2 separate regions of the Rattus norvegicus genome follow, and region 2 is linked to region 1. A link is a contact called in public Hi-C data. All regions are on one chromosome and are shown on one strand. Each heading gives the region's core, a stretch centred on a gene start, on an enhancer-like site or on the middle of the called end of the contact. The rest is flanking DNA. Distances are from core to core; before and after follow the strand shown. Region 1 has its middle 13 kb from the start of Klf13. Region 2 holds the start of Trpm1 (transient receptor potential cation channel, subfamily M, member 1).

Region 1 (6,936 bases), core at 1,616-4,115:
GTTTAGCTAGGTGACAGCTACGGTAGTCTTCCCTCAGACTGTTTCTTTGATCCTAGCAGCTGCTTCAGCTGTGAGAAGCCCACTGCTCTGGCTCCAGTTTGCAAGGGACTACAGTTACCATCAGGCCACCTTCCCTGACACTCAGAAATTCAAGGGTGGTAAGATACAGTATGGGAACCTTCTCTCATGCCCTTACTCTCCATGGCCTTTCAAACGCACAGTCTCTGATTGTCAAGACTTCCCTTGGACTCATTCTTCAGTGACTTTTCTCCAGCCACCATGTTAGGGTTCCTATTAACTGACCAAAGCACTTTCTGGTTGATTCTTTAATTTTCCTTTTTCCCTTTCCATTCTGTGTTTTTGTGGATTCTTTCTGGTTAATGTTCTCTCTCAGTCTTTCCAATGAAACTGTGTCATTTATATGATTGCTACTTCGCTTTGATACTTCAAGAACTCTTTCTTTTACTCCTAAATATGCCTTCACGCGCACTTTCCCTTTGTAGATGGTGGTTTGTTTTTTTTTTTTTTTTAACATTTCCCTGTTGATATTATTGGTGGTTTTGTTGATGTTTACCTCTCTCTCTACATGGCTTATTTCCTACAACTTACTTAGCAAGAACAAAACCAAACAAAAACCAACCTATTGTGGCTTTGTGTTTCCTGATGCAAGGTTTCCTATCAGCTCAGCTGCCCACTCTTACTTGCCTGGGAAGGCCTGAGACGGACCAGAAGTGCTGTATCAAGTAGCACCTTTCACTGTGGCATTCTGTGTAGTATGTATACTAATCGGACACTACGTGAGCAGCTATGGATGTCAGACTGTGTTGATCATTCCCTGTGGCTTGGCTTGCTCAGCCCAAAGGCCTCTTCTAGGCTTCCTGGCTTCTTGTGCCATGGAACCCCTGAAAGGGGCTTGTAGCTGTCAGCAGGCACATGAGCGCCACTGCCTCTGTCTGCCACTGTTTGGAGACTGATCTCTGCCTCCTTTAGATAGATACAGTCTCTCCTCAGGAAGAGGAGGGGGCAGCTGTGAGGCTACACAGAGCCGGCAGCCCACCTGAATATCTCAGAACAGACTCTAGCACAATCATTTAGGACCATTCTTATTTCAAGTTCCTTTCCCTTCCACGTCCAGAGGTACCCAGTGTCACCATTTGTGACCCTTGTGGGGAAACCTTCCTTCCTATTTCAGGCTTTCATTTTCTTGGGCATGTTTCAGCTTCACTGTCTGCTTGCTTCTTCTCCTACTCCTGTCCATGTGCATTCTTGTCTTATAGTTGAGATTTGTATCTTATAGCCAAGGTTGCTTTAGAGGCTCCAAAAGGAACAACTACCACCTTCACTCCAAACCTCACCCATCATTAGTCCCCTTATGGCTCACTTGCTCCCACTTTGGTCCAGCCAGGTCTGTTTTGTGCTGGTTTTCCTCTTCTTTCCAGCTAAAGGGAAACATCCTTACTCTTACCTATACTATTGTTGTCAAGATTCTCTTAGCACAGAAACATGGACCCAGAGCTATGAGATATTAACTGCAGAACAGAACTGAACCCCTAGGGTATTTCCATCTGGGGTTGGGACAAGAAAGGTTAACTTTGAGAGCTCAATCATTACATACTTGGTAAGTGAAATGGTGAGAAATCATTCAAGGTAATGCTGCTTGTATATAACATCTAAATGGGGAAAACCCTTTGGGAGACCATCAGGAAGAAAGATTGGATGGGGCATGTCAGAAGGGTCCATTGACTCAGGCTACCCTAGAAGCCTATAAGGAGGTCCAGTGAATATGCATGTCCCAAAAAGGTCCACTTTGTCCTAGTGTAGGCAGAGCCCAGGAGGGCACCACCAAAAAGACTGTCGAATCCCCCCTGGCCGCAGAGGGACATGAAGGAATACATGGCCAGAAAGGCAGTGTAGGGGCCAGCTCTTTCCCAATGAAATGACTGTCTGTGGCATGTGGTGGGAATGGAGGAGCCTTCTGAGTCATCCCTCGGTCAGGACACAGTCTCTTAAATGTCATCAACACAATCTGCCTGGAACAAAGATGACTATTTTCTGCCAAGTTGAGACCCTCCTACAAAGCCTTGATCCAGCTTCTCCACAAGACATCAGTGAGGAAATTCAGGGTGTGTGCTCACACTTAGGGGTGTTCAAACATTAACAAGTTTCCCAACTGAAAATACCAAATCGATGTTTCTCCGATTATCAGGAACCAAAGTCTTTTCTATTTTAGGCTCCCATTTAATTTGAAGAACTTAAAAATCAGAGCCATAGTTCTTAATTTTCTCCAGTAAGATGACCGACCCTTTAACCCACTGGGGTCAACCAACCGGCAGTCGCTTTCCCTGACTTGCCAGTGGCTGACTTATTTCCAGGCATCATCCACAACGAAAAGCAGAGGCTGCTGATCCTATCCTCACAGGTCAGAGGCAGTTGCGGCCAGTCCTGAGTGTATTAAGATTGGTTCAAAGGCAGTAGGAAGCTATGGTCTCTCTTACGGTGGCCTAGTGTTCAGAGAGAAAGAACATGAATGTGTGTCTAGACTTTAGAGCAAGGTGGCCTAGTTGGAAGGCCCCGGCAGGGCGCAGCGGAGCATTTCCTTCAGAGGCCCAGACAGTGGATGGGTGGGGCGCCCTGGGCGGGGTCCTCGCAGCTGGTGGTGTTTGAAGCCTCCACGACCGCGGTGGGAGAGGGGCGGCCTGGAGAAGTTGGCAGCAGGCCTGGGGCAGGAAGGGGGAGGAAGGGGCCCTGCGTTCCCTGAACAGCCGCGACCGCAGCCCCAGCACGTAGCTCACTCTCTCAGCACTGGCAGTGGTGGGTCCTGCATCAGCCAGGTTAACATAGGCTCAAGGGCAGTGCGGCCGCGCGGGGGCGGGGCGGCCCCAGTAGTGACATGGCTCCGGCCAAGGTTGCATCGAGGACCTGAGCTCAGTAGGAGCAGGGTGAGGAGGTGGCTGGAGACTGCAATGCAAGCCCGGCCACCCGAGAACTCCGCTGCGGTGGGGTGAGGTTCGGAAATGTGCCGCCCAAAGGCGAGGTCAGCCGCCTAGGTCCGGCCGGGACAGATACGCCACCTTGCCCGCACTCCCAGCCGGCCGAGCGACCACAGGGTGCCCTCCCCAGCGTTGCCATCCTCGTGCCACCCACTGCTGCCTGCTCACAAAAGCTCTGGCATGGAAAGGCCCGGCGAGGTTCCCGCTGCGGGAGGCACGCGCCCTAGCCCTGCGCCGCTACACAGCGGCCCGCCACCCTCGGACGTCATGCGTCTGCGCGCCCCGCGCCCGGCTCCGATTTCCGCCCCTCCTCTTGCAGGCCCAGGGGACACGCCCACTGGCGCGCGCAGGTCCCGCGGCCAGTAGGGCCCTCTAGAGGTCCGGATTGGCCGGATAAAGTACTCTAGAGCCAATGGAGTTCGCGTCTGCCACTGGCCACGCCCCTTAAGACGCGGGCGCGCGACCGCACCGGAGGGACGGTGCGCGCTCCAGGCTCCCCGCCCCCTTCGTGCGCGCTGCTCCCTGCGGCCGCTGCCGCCTGTAACCTGCGCCGCCAGGATGTGGCTGGGGGCTGACGTCGGGTCCAGATGTGGCCCCGGCCCCGCCCACCCCCGGGGCCGGTCCGCCCACACCGAGCCGCGGCGCGCACGGAGGCTGTCCCGCCTGCCACAATGCACGGTGGAACTGCGACCGCAACTTGCAGGGGTCGTGCCTAACGTCGCCGCCGCTCGACGTCCCTAGGACAGGCCGGTTCTGACGCCGCACGCGGACCCACCTCACTGGAGCCCCCCATGCGCTCACCCTCCAGTGCCCGGCCAGGAGGACGCGGAGCCGCGCGGGTGACGGCAGAAGCGGCTACGCGCCCAGCCTAGCCCAGCCCAGCCGGAGAAGAGGGCGCGCCGCGCCCCCGCCCCCCGCCGCTCTCCGGAGGCCGTGGGTGCGGATGCGCCGCTGACGACTCCTGCGAGAGCACCGCGCGCCCGAGCCCGCAGCATGGCAGCCGCCGCCTATGTGGACCACTTTGCCGCCGAGTGCCTCGTGTCCATGTCCAGCCGCGCAGTCGTGCACGAGCCGCGGGAAGGACCTGAACCCCGGCCCGAGGGCGCGGCCGCCGCCGCCCCCACACTGCCCCGCGTTGACGAGCGCCGCGACGGCAAGGACAGCGCCTCTCTTTTCGTGGTAGCTCGGATCCTAGCGGACCTCAACCAGCAGGCGCCGGCCCCCGCCCCCGCGGAACGCAGAGAAGGGGCTGCTGCGCGCAAGGCGAGGACCCCCTGCCGCCTGCCGCCCGCGCCCCCTGCGCCGCCGCCCGGCCCAGAGCCCGCTTCCCCTGGACAAGCAGGCGCGCCGGCCGCGCCCCCCAGCCCCGCGTGGAGCGAGCCCGAGGCGGCATTGGAGCCAGAGCCGGGCCCCGCGGGGAGCGGCGAGCCTGGCCTCAGACAAAGGGGTCGGCGGGGCCGCAGCCGCGCGGACCTCGAGTCCCCGCAGAGGAAGCACAAGTGCCACTACGCGGGCTGCGAGAAAGTTTACGGGAAATCTTCGCACCTCAAGGCGCACCTGAGAACTCACACAGGTCAGTGGGGCGGCCGGGACGCCGCGAACGCGGGGACTAGGGACTGCTTGGGACCGGCCACGCCCCCAGAGCTCGGGGCTCAGCGCAAGAGGGGGCCGGGGCCGGGGGCGGGGAGCGGGGAGCTGAGGGCGATCGCGGCCGCGCCCCTGCCCTGGCGCTCCGGCCTCGCGTGACGCTGGCCGTGGCGCTTCGAGCCGGCGCCCTCTCGGCGACCGCGCCCCCATCGGGCACGCCCCCTCCTGGGCTCTTGGGGCGGGGCCGCGGGGGTAGATGTCGTCATCCGGGCTGCGGGCGGCGCGGGCAGGTGCGCTGGAGGTGGTTGGGGTGGGGGGACGGGCGGCGCTCCCTTTTGGGGCGTAGGTGCTCCCGTTGCTGGAGTCTCGCCACCCCCTCCCCAGGCCTCTGGGCGCGCTCTGGCGAGGGAGGGGCTGGCCGGGGCGGGCGAAGTTCACGCGGGGACAGGGCTCTCTTCAGCCACTCGGCACATTCTTCGCTCTCTTCTTCCTGTAATTTTTCCAGGGCTCTAAGGTTTAATTTGTCGCAACCCGACCCAGCGGCGGCGCTGGCCGACGCGGGGGGCGGTCCCAGTCCTCGCTCCCCACCCCGCGGCTCTTTGTGGGAGCCCCAGCCCATCCGGCCGGCGGGGGCGCGCCCGGCCGCAGGGGGCTGCGCTGTGGGGCTGCGCTTTCTCTAGAAATGCGCGCTCCGTTCACTGCCCTTTCTGATCCAACTCTCACCTGCTCCTGGACTGGGTACAGGCAGGTGGCACCTGTACGGGGGCGGCCGGCTTAAGCCTGAAACCTGGGGTGGCTTGGGGGTCACTCACTTCTGTGGTTTCCGGGCACTGCTTTGCAGCGGGCTTTTGGTATTTGATTCGTATGTGGAGGTTCCCCCCCTCCATTTTTTGGTGTTAACACAAACATTTAGGGTTTTGTTTTTTCTTCTTTGAGCTCACGGAAACTCTTTCGTAACAGTTAACTCTTTATACAGCTTTGAGGCAAGTTCACAGCAAAAATACTCAATTCCGTTACTTTGTTACTAGGGGCTGTTCTTTCTTGGTGAGAACAGTTAAGTGGCAGACCAAGAAGCTCAAGACACTGAAGCGGTGGAGGCTAGAGCTCTAGGCCTTTCTGCCGGTGTATTTGTAATGGAGCGAGCCCCAGCTCTAGGCCGGGGATGGGTGGGTGGGGGGCGACTCAGAACTTTGGCCATAAAGGCAGGGGATGAGGAGTCCCAGCCCTTTGCTGTGGTTCCTTAAACCACGTGGCAGGTGATGGGGTTGAGTGAAGCCTGTGTCATCCCCCGGCATTCGGAGTCGAAATTCGTGGTGTGTGAGCCCAGGAGGTGGGTGGGATTTGTGTCGGGTTCCCAGTTCTGCAAGGGAAAGCCGCTGCCGGGGTGGGTGTGGCTTTGGGGGAGGAGCAGAGAGCTTGGTTCATAACTTGATGGACCCAGAGTGCTGAGTTGGGGCGGGGGTTCGGCGAACAGCTATCGGATTGAGAAATCTTGGTGCAGAATATTTCACCGTGGTTTCCCACTTGCAGCACTCCGTAACCGATCTGGTGAAAGGCAGAGGACTTGCCTGAGGGGAGGGGCTGGACGTCGTGGGCGTGTTGGGTTCAAGATGTTTTCCTTGTTGGCTCGCTCCTCCTTTCAGTCTCAGTTGGCGTTTAGAAAACGTTTGGGGGCGCTGGGGACCGCATCTTCGTAATGGAAAGGGAGCCATTCTCTTCGGAGCGCCAGGAAACTCAGCAGGTAGAAGAGGATAGAGTCAGCCTTCTTTTTAGTGCCAAGAGTTGCTCTGCGGTCTGTAATCGGTGCCGCCCTCCATATGTGCTGAGATAGAGGAAGGCTGCACCTCTGGGGTAGTTGTAAGTAAGGTTCCAGGCCCTCTTGAGAGTAGGGTTAGGGATTCCAGTAGATGTCTAGGCTGCATCTTATTTGGTACCCAGGTGAGTCTGATGATGAGAGTTGCCGATTTCAAATGTCTGCCCCTGGGTGGAGTCTGGTTCTGCCTCTGATCTGGGAAGCCATTGCTAGATCCTGTAGCGCTTAAATACCTCATGTTCGTAAAAGAGACACAGGGCGTTTCTTGGGCACAGCAAGGTGGTCCCTGGGCGTGACTTAATCTCCGGATTTCAGGTTCTGGCTTTGGGGCAGTTTGGTTCGTGGATCGCAGTGGCTGACTAAGGCCTTGCCACATCTACTCCACCCGAAACCCCCCCCCCCCCCAGAATAAGAGTTGCATGGCAGCAGTGATTATTATCACCCCCTTAGCTAACAAGATAGCCGGCAACTTTCTCAAACCTCGCTGTGGTTTAGTGGCTTGTGCCCTGGCCACCTAGAAAGCTGGGAGTAGGGTGCTGTATGTTT
Region 2 (6,936 bases), core at 3,020-5,519, 170 kb before region 1:
GCTTAGTTACTGAGATCACAGCTCCTGTTCCCTTGAGCCGAGATATGTCTTCTGCCACAGCTGCTACAGAGGGCAGCAGGGTAAGGAGGGCAGACCGATTTGGCCAGTGCCCTGTGAGCAGCTTCTGGGCTGAGGAAGCAAAGGAGCGGCTGATAAAGACAGTGACGCAGAATTCTTTCTCTGAGACTAGAGGCAGGCAGGGCAGCCTGGTGTTTTCCTTGCTGCACCTGGGCTTCGAGAAGGATGAAGACAATTCTCAATCGTGAAGGCACCGCTTTGATTTCAAAATCATAAGAAAGGCTAACAGACTGGTGATCCCTGAGAGCTTCAGGTGAGCCATGTTAAAAAACAAACAAACAAACAAGTAGACCGTCTTAAGGTTTCATTGCTGTGAAGGCAACTCTTACAAAGAGCAACGTTTAATTGGGGCTGGCATATAGTCTCAGAGGTTCAGTCCGTTATCATCACGGTGGGAAGAATGGCAGCATCTAGGCAGACATAGTGTCGAGGAGCCAAAAGTTCTGCATCTTGATTTGAAGGCACAGAACTTAAGGCTGAGACCACAAAGCCCACCTTCACAGTGACACGCCCCCTCCAACAAGGCCACACCTCCTAGTAGTAGTGCCAATCCCTGTGGGCCAAGCAATCAAACACTTTAATCTTTGGGGGTCAAATCTATTCAAATCACCACAGAGGCCGAGAGAAGGAAAATGATTACATCTAGCCCACGAAGAAAGAAAGATCACAGACAGAACTAACCACCTCTCTCCTAAAAGGACATGTCATTTTTAGTATTTCCTAGTGTATTTTGGAGTTTTTATGAGAGGCTTGTTGTTTTGATAACCTATGTGCCAGGATTCATCTGTGTTGATATTTTAAGTACTATATAGTATTCTGCTATTCAGGGGTGCAGAGATTTCCACACACCCTTGCCGATGAGCGCCAGGCCACTCCTGTTTGCAGTGGGGTGCAAAGCTGATGTGAGCAATTTGTGTATTCTCTTGAGGACCTGTGCTGGAATTTTCTAAGGGGACCTAAGGTACAGTTTACTGGGCTGTGCTACCATTTAATTTATTCAAGACCTTGATCTTCCATTCCAAATTGTACATGTATCGTTTAACAAATTAAAATGTAGACAGAATTTTCATGTTCCACATGGCTACCTGCAGGCTTTCCCTGCACTAGAGCTAGCTGGCCTTCATTCACTGATTCACTTGGCTGGCTACTCTTTTGTGGGGTGGGGGAAGGGCTAAGACCAAGTGAGGAGCTGCCTAACAGGAAGAGCTGACCAGCCAGGCCAAAGGCCAAAAGTGCCTTTTACAAGGGAGGGCCAGGCATGATCACCTTTGGAAGAGCACCAAGTTCCTGAGGACAAAGGAGCCTCAAGTGTTTGCAAAAACAGAGGAAACTGCACACTTTGGGAACTTGTTTCTCACTCTCCCCTTACAGGTTAAGTGGCTCAACCCTGTAATCTAACCCTGGGGCGTGGGGAGGAGGGGGACTGAAGGGGTGGAGACTGAGGCAGGAAGATTGCTGTAAGTTCAAGACCATCCTGAACTACAGAATAAGACTCCTACACCGTGAAACAGAAACAGTTGGAAGAACCATCCTTCCTTTTCCCTTCAGTGATCTCATTCTTGGCCTGAGGATTATCATAAACAGGCCCGGGTTCTGGCAGGGGAGGGGGCGCTGGAGACTCAGAATTTGGGGGAGAGGTGCCAGGGACCGGTTCTGGCAAGGAGGACTTAGAGAGTTAGGATTTGGAGTGTGGGAGCATAGTACAGGGGACAGGTGGAACCCAGAGCCTCTCACATACAATTCATGTACCCTACTACTGGACCACACTGCCAGCCTGTGCAAGAGAACATTGTAAATTGCCATGGATGAGCTCGCCTGGGCATCCAATTAAATGTGAGGTAAAATTGAGTGTGGAGTTCTGGAGGATGGGAGGGAAGAGGGAGTAAAGGGGAGAGAATGTGAAAGAGAGAGAAGGAGGGACAGAGAGGGAATAGGAGGAGAGAGAACGAAAGGAGGGGAGAGAAGTGCTAGTTTTCAACGCTGACCACACTCAACATGTTCCTCCCGTCTGCTGGGTTCCCACACCTAGACTCTGCTACTTCACAGGGTAAGCACCAGGCAGAGAGCAACAGAGACGTGGAATTCCAGTACAGCACAGCCTGCCTCCTTCCAGAGCTTATCAGTTAGCAGTGTGAGCAGCTGTGTTCTGGGGAGGAGAGGGTCATGCAGCACCGTGTGGGCGCAGCCGCATAGCTAGCGGCATGTGAATGCCGTGTTCCTGCCAAGTGTGGCGGTAGATTTGTGAATGCTAATTTACAAGACACCGTGGGTGTGTGGGCTCTGCAGAAAGACTGCTGACTCTCACACGCCCGGGAGAACAGAAAGATGTACCTTCTACCACCCACAAGGAGCCCCTGGGGATGGATCTTCTCTATTCTTGAAACTTGAAAAAAAGCCTTCAAAAATAAACCGTTTCCTATTTTCTTTGTGTGTGTCTTCAGGTTCCTGGGACATCAGACATTGGGAAACAACTGGCTGGATACATGTCCAGCTGTTTCTGTGCTGTGAGGCCACAGCCTGGTCAGCTCCCATGATGACTCAGTGTCCGTCTTGAGGAATACCTTCCCTGAGGCACTCACCTGGCTCACACTGCTGGCCTGGCTTCTGTTCCCAACACTGACCAGGGCACTGGCTGGCATGTCAGAAAGAGCTCCCGCAGGGGTGCACCTTCTGCTCACACCCTCTCCTTCCTGTCTCCTTCACCCTCTGTGGAGCAGTGTCTTGGAAGGGACAGAAGATTAGCACCACCCCCACCATTCCAGAGCCTGTGGAAATCAGGAGCCTCTACCTCCTCCTCGTCCTCTACATGAGGGTGGCTGATAACTATCAGGACACCGAATGTGGGAAGAGAGTGTAGACTTGTTGAATGAGCCATCGTGCCATGAGCTTGGCCACATCAAGGACGCTAATGCCTCAGATTCATAGGATAGCAAGGCCTTTCCCTGGTCCAAGTATGGAGGTTGGTGAATGGGCGACCTTTAGCTAAAAAACAGAAGTACAAACTATACAGAACTTTCTCAGCCCAAATGGCTACACAGTCAGACCCCCCTGAGTCCGCTTCTCTATACAGACCACCTACCAAGATTAGCTGACCAGCCTTCTCATCCATACTGTATATAATAAACATGTTAGCTGACCAGCCTCCTCTTATTTTGTATATAATAAACATACTGTGTAGCCAAGTACCTGGTGTGTCTCTATCCAAGGACATAGCCCACAAGATCCCAGGTTGTGTCTGATTTTCTTAATCAGGTCTCCCGTTGTATGGACCATGGTAACATGGGTCCAAAAGACCCCTTCTGGCAGCCCGAGATATCAAGGGCCACCCATTCCTGAGCTAGTTTTCTGTCGCCTTGGATGGAGCAGGTCCAGAAGACAAGTGAGCCTGACACAGTAGACACATTTACAGAGCGGGACTTTCACTCAGCCTGCTTGAAGACCACAGAAACCCAGACCCAGAGCAGGGATCACTCAGGGCCACCCTCACATCTTCTAGAAGCAACCCTGCCCCCATTCATGTGGTGTACTCCACACCCTGAACATCGCTGAGGCACACAGTGCAGCATCATGTACCCCAGACCCCCAGTAATTCTATAAACCTGTGAACAGAACAAAGCAGGGGGCAGGTGAACCACATAAGAGACCTTTCATGGTGTAGACAAAGGATGCCATGGCTCACAGCCATGAGGATACTGGCCACAGGTACCAGTGCAGCATCCTGATAAAGGGAGAGAGCAGAGACATCGGACACAGGACACAGAGGCAGGAAATGCAGGTTCACCTCCTAAGAAAGGAGCTTTGTGTAGTAGAGAGTACATACACACACACACACACACACACACACACACACACACACACACACACACACCTAGAAGACAAGAGCCCATTGGAGCAGCAATCAAACAGAATAGAGGCCCGTGTCCCTTGATCCTGCTGTCCATTTGCCCTTGGGCCTCAAGCAAAGCTCACTCACCTTCTGGGACCCTGATGTGGAGCTCTTGATTGAACCACGCTTGAAGGAGCTGCTCATTTTCCTCATGGACCCCATTGGTGCTTCTGCATTCCCTGTGAGGCCCAGCCTGCTGCATGGGAGTCTCCAATAGGCTGAGGCAAGAGAGTTCTCTTTACCAGGCTGGACAGCAGGGCTCAGAGTTCGGGGGTGATATTGGTGGCTCAGTCAGCTCAGAAGGAGCTGGACCGTTTCTCACCCTCCGTCTGGACTCCCATCCAGTGCTCAGAGACTAGATAGATGGCTTCTGTAACATCTGTAATCAGCCTTAATCCCCACTCCCCCCGCATGGTTTTTCAGAGACAGATTTAGCAAATGGCAATTGGAAGTAAAATCTACTTTGAGAAAGTGGTGGCTGCAGGAGGGGGCACAGGATGAGGATTTGGGGATCCAGAAAGGTGACTGTGTGAACCTTCATCACTGGTGCCCAAGGTCCCTTGTTGAGCTGTGTCTTACTTAATGTCTCTATTGTGCAGAAAAAAATACCATGACCAAAATCAGGTCTGGAAAGAAATGGTTTATTTCAGTTTACAACTCCGAGCTCATACTCCATCACTGAGGGAAGTGAGGGCAGGTACTCAAGGCAGGAACCTGGAGGCAGGGACTGAAGCAAAAGGCATGAGGAACGCTGCTTATGGCTTGTTTGCTCACAGCTTTCTCATCCTGCTTTTTTATACACCCCAGGACCACCTTCCCCCAAGTATGGCTCCACAAACACTACTGTGGGCTGAGTTTGCCCACATCAATCATTAATCATGAAAACTCCCTACAGACTTGCCTACAGGCAATTCCAGCGAGGCATTCTCTGAGGTTTCTCTTCCCAAATAACACTTGTGTCAAGCTGACAAAATCTGACTAGCAAAGACAGAGGCCAGGGAGTTCATATATAAGTAGAGTGTGTTTCCAGGCCTAGAAAGGGTAGATGGAAACTCCCTTCTAGAAGCCATTGGGTGTGCTTCTCCCACGAACTGGGGAACAAAGCAGTGTACCTTGTTGTGTGTATCCCATGCCCGTTTCAGGTCCATTCTGTGTTCTATGTGGGGGATCAGGTCATTGTATTTCAGGGGTATGGCAGGCTAGGACAGGACACAGGTCTGCTGTGCTGCTGTGTGGGATAGGGGATGGGTGGTGGTACGCAGCAGATTGATCCAGCAGCCTTCCCAGCACTCTATTCCAGCACTCCCATATGTCACCCTCTCAAGATGACTCCATTGGTGTTTGTATCTGCTAATGTGCAGAGGAGAAAAAAAAAAGGCTTGCAGTCATAGACAAGGAGCCCCACTGGCATAGAAAATAATCAACACACAGTACAGACAGACAAGGTTGGAGGTAAGTAAAAGCTACTTTGCCAGCCATGCAGCCCAACGTCCAACTTTCTTGGATATGGCTTTTGGCCCCAAAACAACTGCTTGGCTGTGAAGGTTCAGAAGGTAGAGCCATGGCCTTTGGAAGTCTGACTTAGAAGACTGGGGAGATGATCTTTCCAGCACATACCTACCAAGCAATGTTGGCCGTGCACTCCCTAACCCATTCTACTCTGCACTCCCTGCAACCGTTCATTTCAACAGGTACTGGGGACACAATGGAGACAAACAGGTGACAGTCCTTGTTCTTCTGGAGCTGGTCCTTCCTAATAAGGGAAAGTTTAGTTAGGGTTTCTATTGCTATAAAACAACATGACCAAAAAGGAATTTGGACAGGAAAGGGTTTATCTGAGTTACATTTCCATATCACTGTTTATCACTGAAGGAAGTCAGGACAGGAGCTCAAGCAGGGCAGTACCCTGGAGGCAGGAGCTGATGCAGAGGCCATGGAGGGATGCTGCTTGCTGGCCTGCTCCTCATGGATGGCTCAGCCTTCTTTCTTATAGAATCCACAACCACCAGCCCAGAGATGACACCACCAACAATGGGCTGAGCCTTTCCCCATCAGTCACTAATTGAGAAAATGCCTTACAGCCAGATCTTATGGAGTCATTTTCTCAAGTGAGGTTTCCTTCTTTCAGATAAGGACTCTAGTTGACATAAAACTAGCCAGCACGAGAAGAGAAGCGGGGTGGAGTCAGATGTACTATCCTTAAGCAATGCAACACATCATGGGGGAGGATGGTGCGGATGGAGAGGGAAGGAAAACGCAGCGATCAGGCTGGGGTTGCCTACGTCCAGCGAGGAAAGTCTCAGAAGACCTTTAAAAATCTGGGCCAGAGGGCATAGGATCACACCTTACAGAAAGTCAGGGTTAGGGAAAGATTTTCAGGCAAACACCAGCATGAGAGCAAAGGCCTTGACTTTAAGGTGTACCTGGCACAGTCCAGAAAGATCTGGAAATAGCTGGAAAGGAGTGCAGAAGGAAGGAACAGATGAATAAAACTGAGATTCTGTTCATTCTGGCTTACAATCTAAAGGGTCCATGATAGTCCCTGGACTGGACTAGCTAGAACCCAAGTTGCAAGTCAGCTCAGTGGAACGACAGCCTCTGGGACAGAGTGGAGCCTGCAGCCTTGAAGGGTGGTGGCCTGATTTCAGGGAGAGCTTGTAAGTAAAGCCAAAGGGATGTGCTAAAGTGTTGGGTGCCTAGTCTAAGGAGAAGGTAAATGACAGGAAACTACAAGGCACTGTCAGGCCAGAGCAGCTGGAAGGATCAGGTCCCTCCAATAAGGTGCAGACTGGCAGTACCCGGCACAAAGGATACTGAGGCAGGAAAATTATCTTGAACTCAGGAGTTGAAAGCTAGCTCAGATAACAGAGGGACATGGTCTATCTCAAAAAGAAAAAAAAAGATATTCCCAAAGAAGGCTGTGTTGGGAGCAGGCATAGGGAGTGCTCCAACTTTCACATTACTGAAAGTAA

Evidence for each region. A called contact is a pair of places that touch in the nucleus more often than the background predicts.
Region 2: a contact with region 1 is called in a Hi-C map of kidney, with 2.9 times the contacts expected there. The contact joins the promoter of Trpm1 here to the enhancer-like site in region 1. A contact is called at or near these places in 7 of 12 Hi-C or Micro-C datasets (the A7r5 cell line, the Rat2 cell line, Schwann cells and 4 more) and 1 of 1 datasets of contacts at active chromatin or transcription factors (oligodendrocytes).

The regions. Positions count from the first base shown.
Region 1 is chr1:126,957,905-126,964,840 of GRCr8, reverse strand. No RefSeq gene overlaps it. Among named protein-coding and RNA genes, the nearest start is that of Klf13, 13 kb to the right of the region's middle. Within about 2 kb of position 2,865, at least 55 of the 93 cell types and tissues checked have an H3K27ac peak or open chromatin away from gene starts, as enhancers often do. A contact at or near this core is called in the A7r5 cell line, Schwann cells and kidney, where this site is marked.
Region 2 is chr1:127,128,019-127,134,954 of GRCr8, reverse strand. It overlaps Trpm1 (transient receptor potential cation channel, subfamily M, member 1), which reads right to left and starts at 4,269. Exons shown (of 27, transcript NM_001037733.1): 1 at 4,052-4,269. The coding sequence starts at 4,126.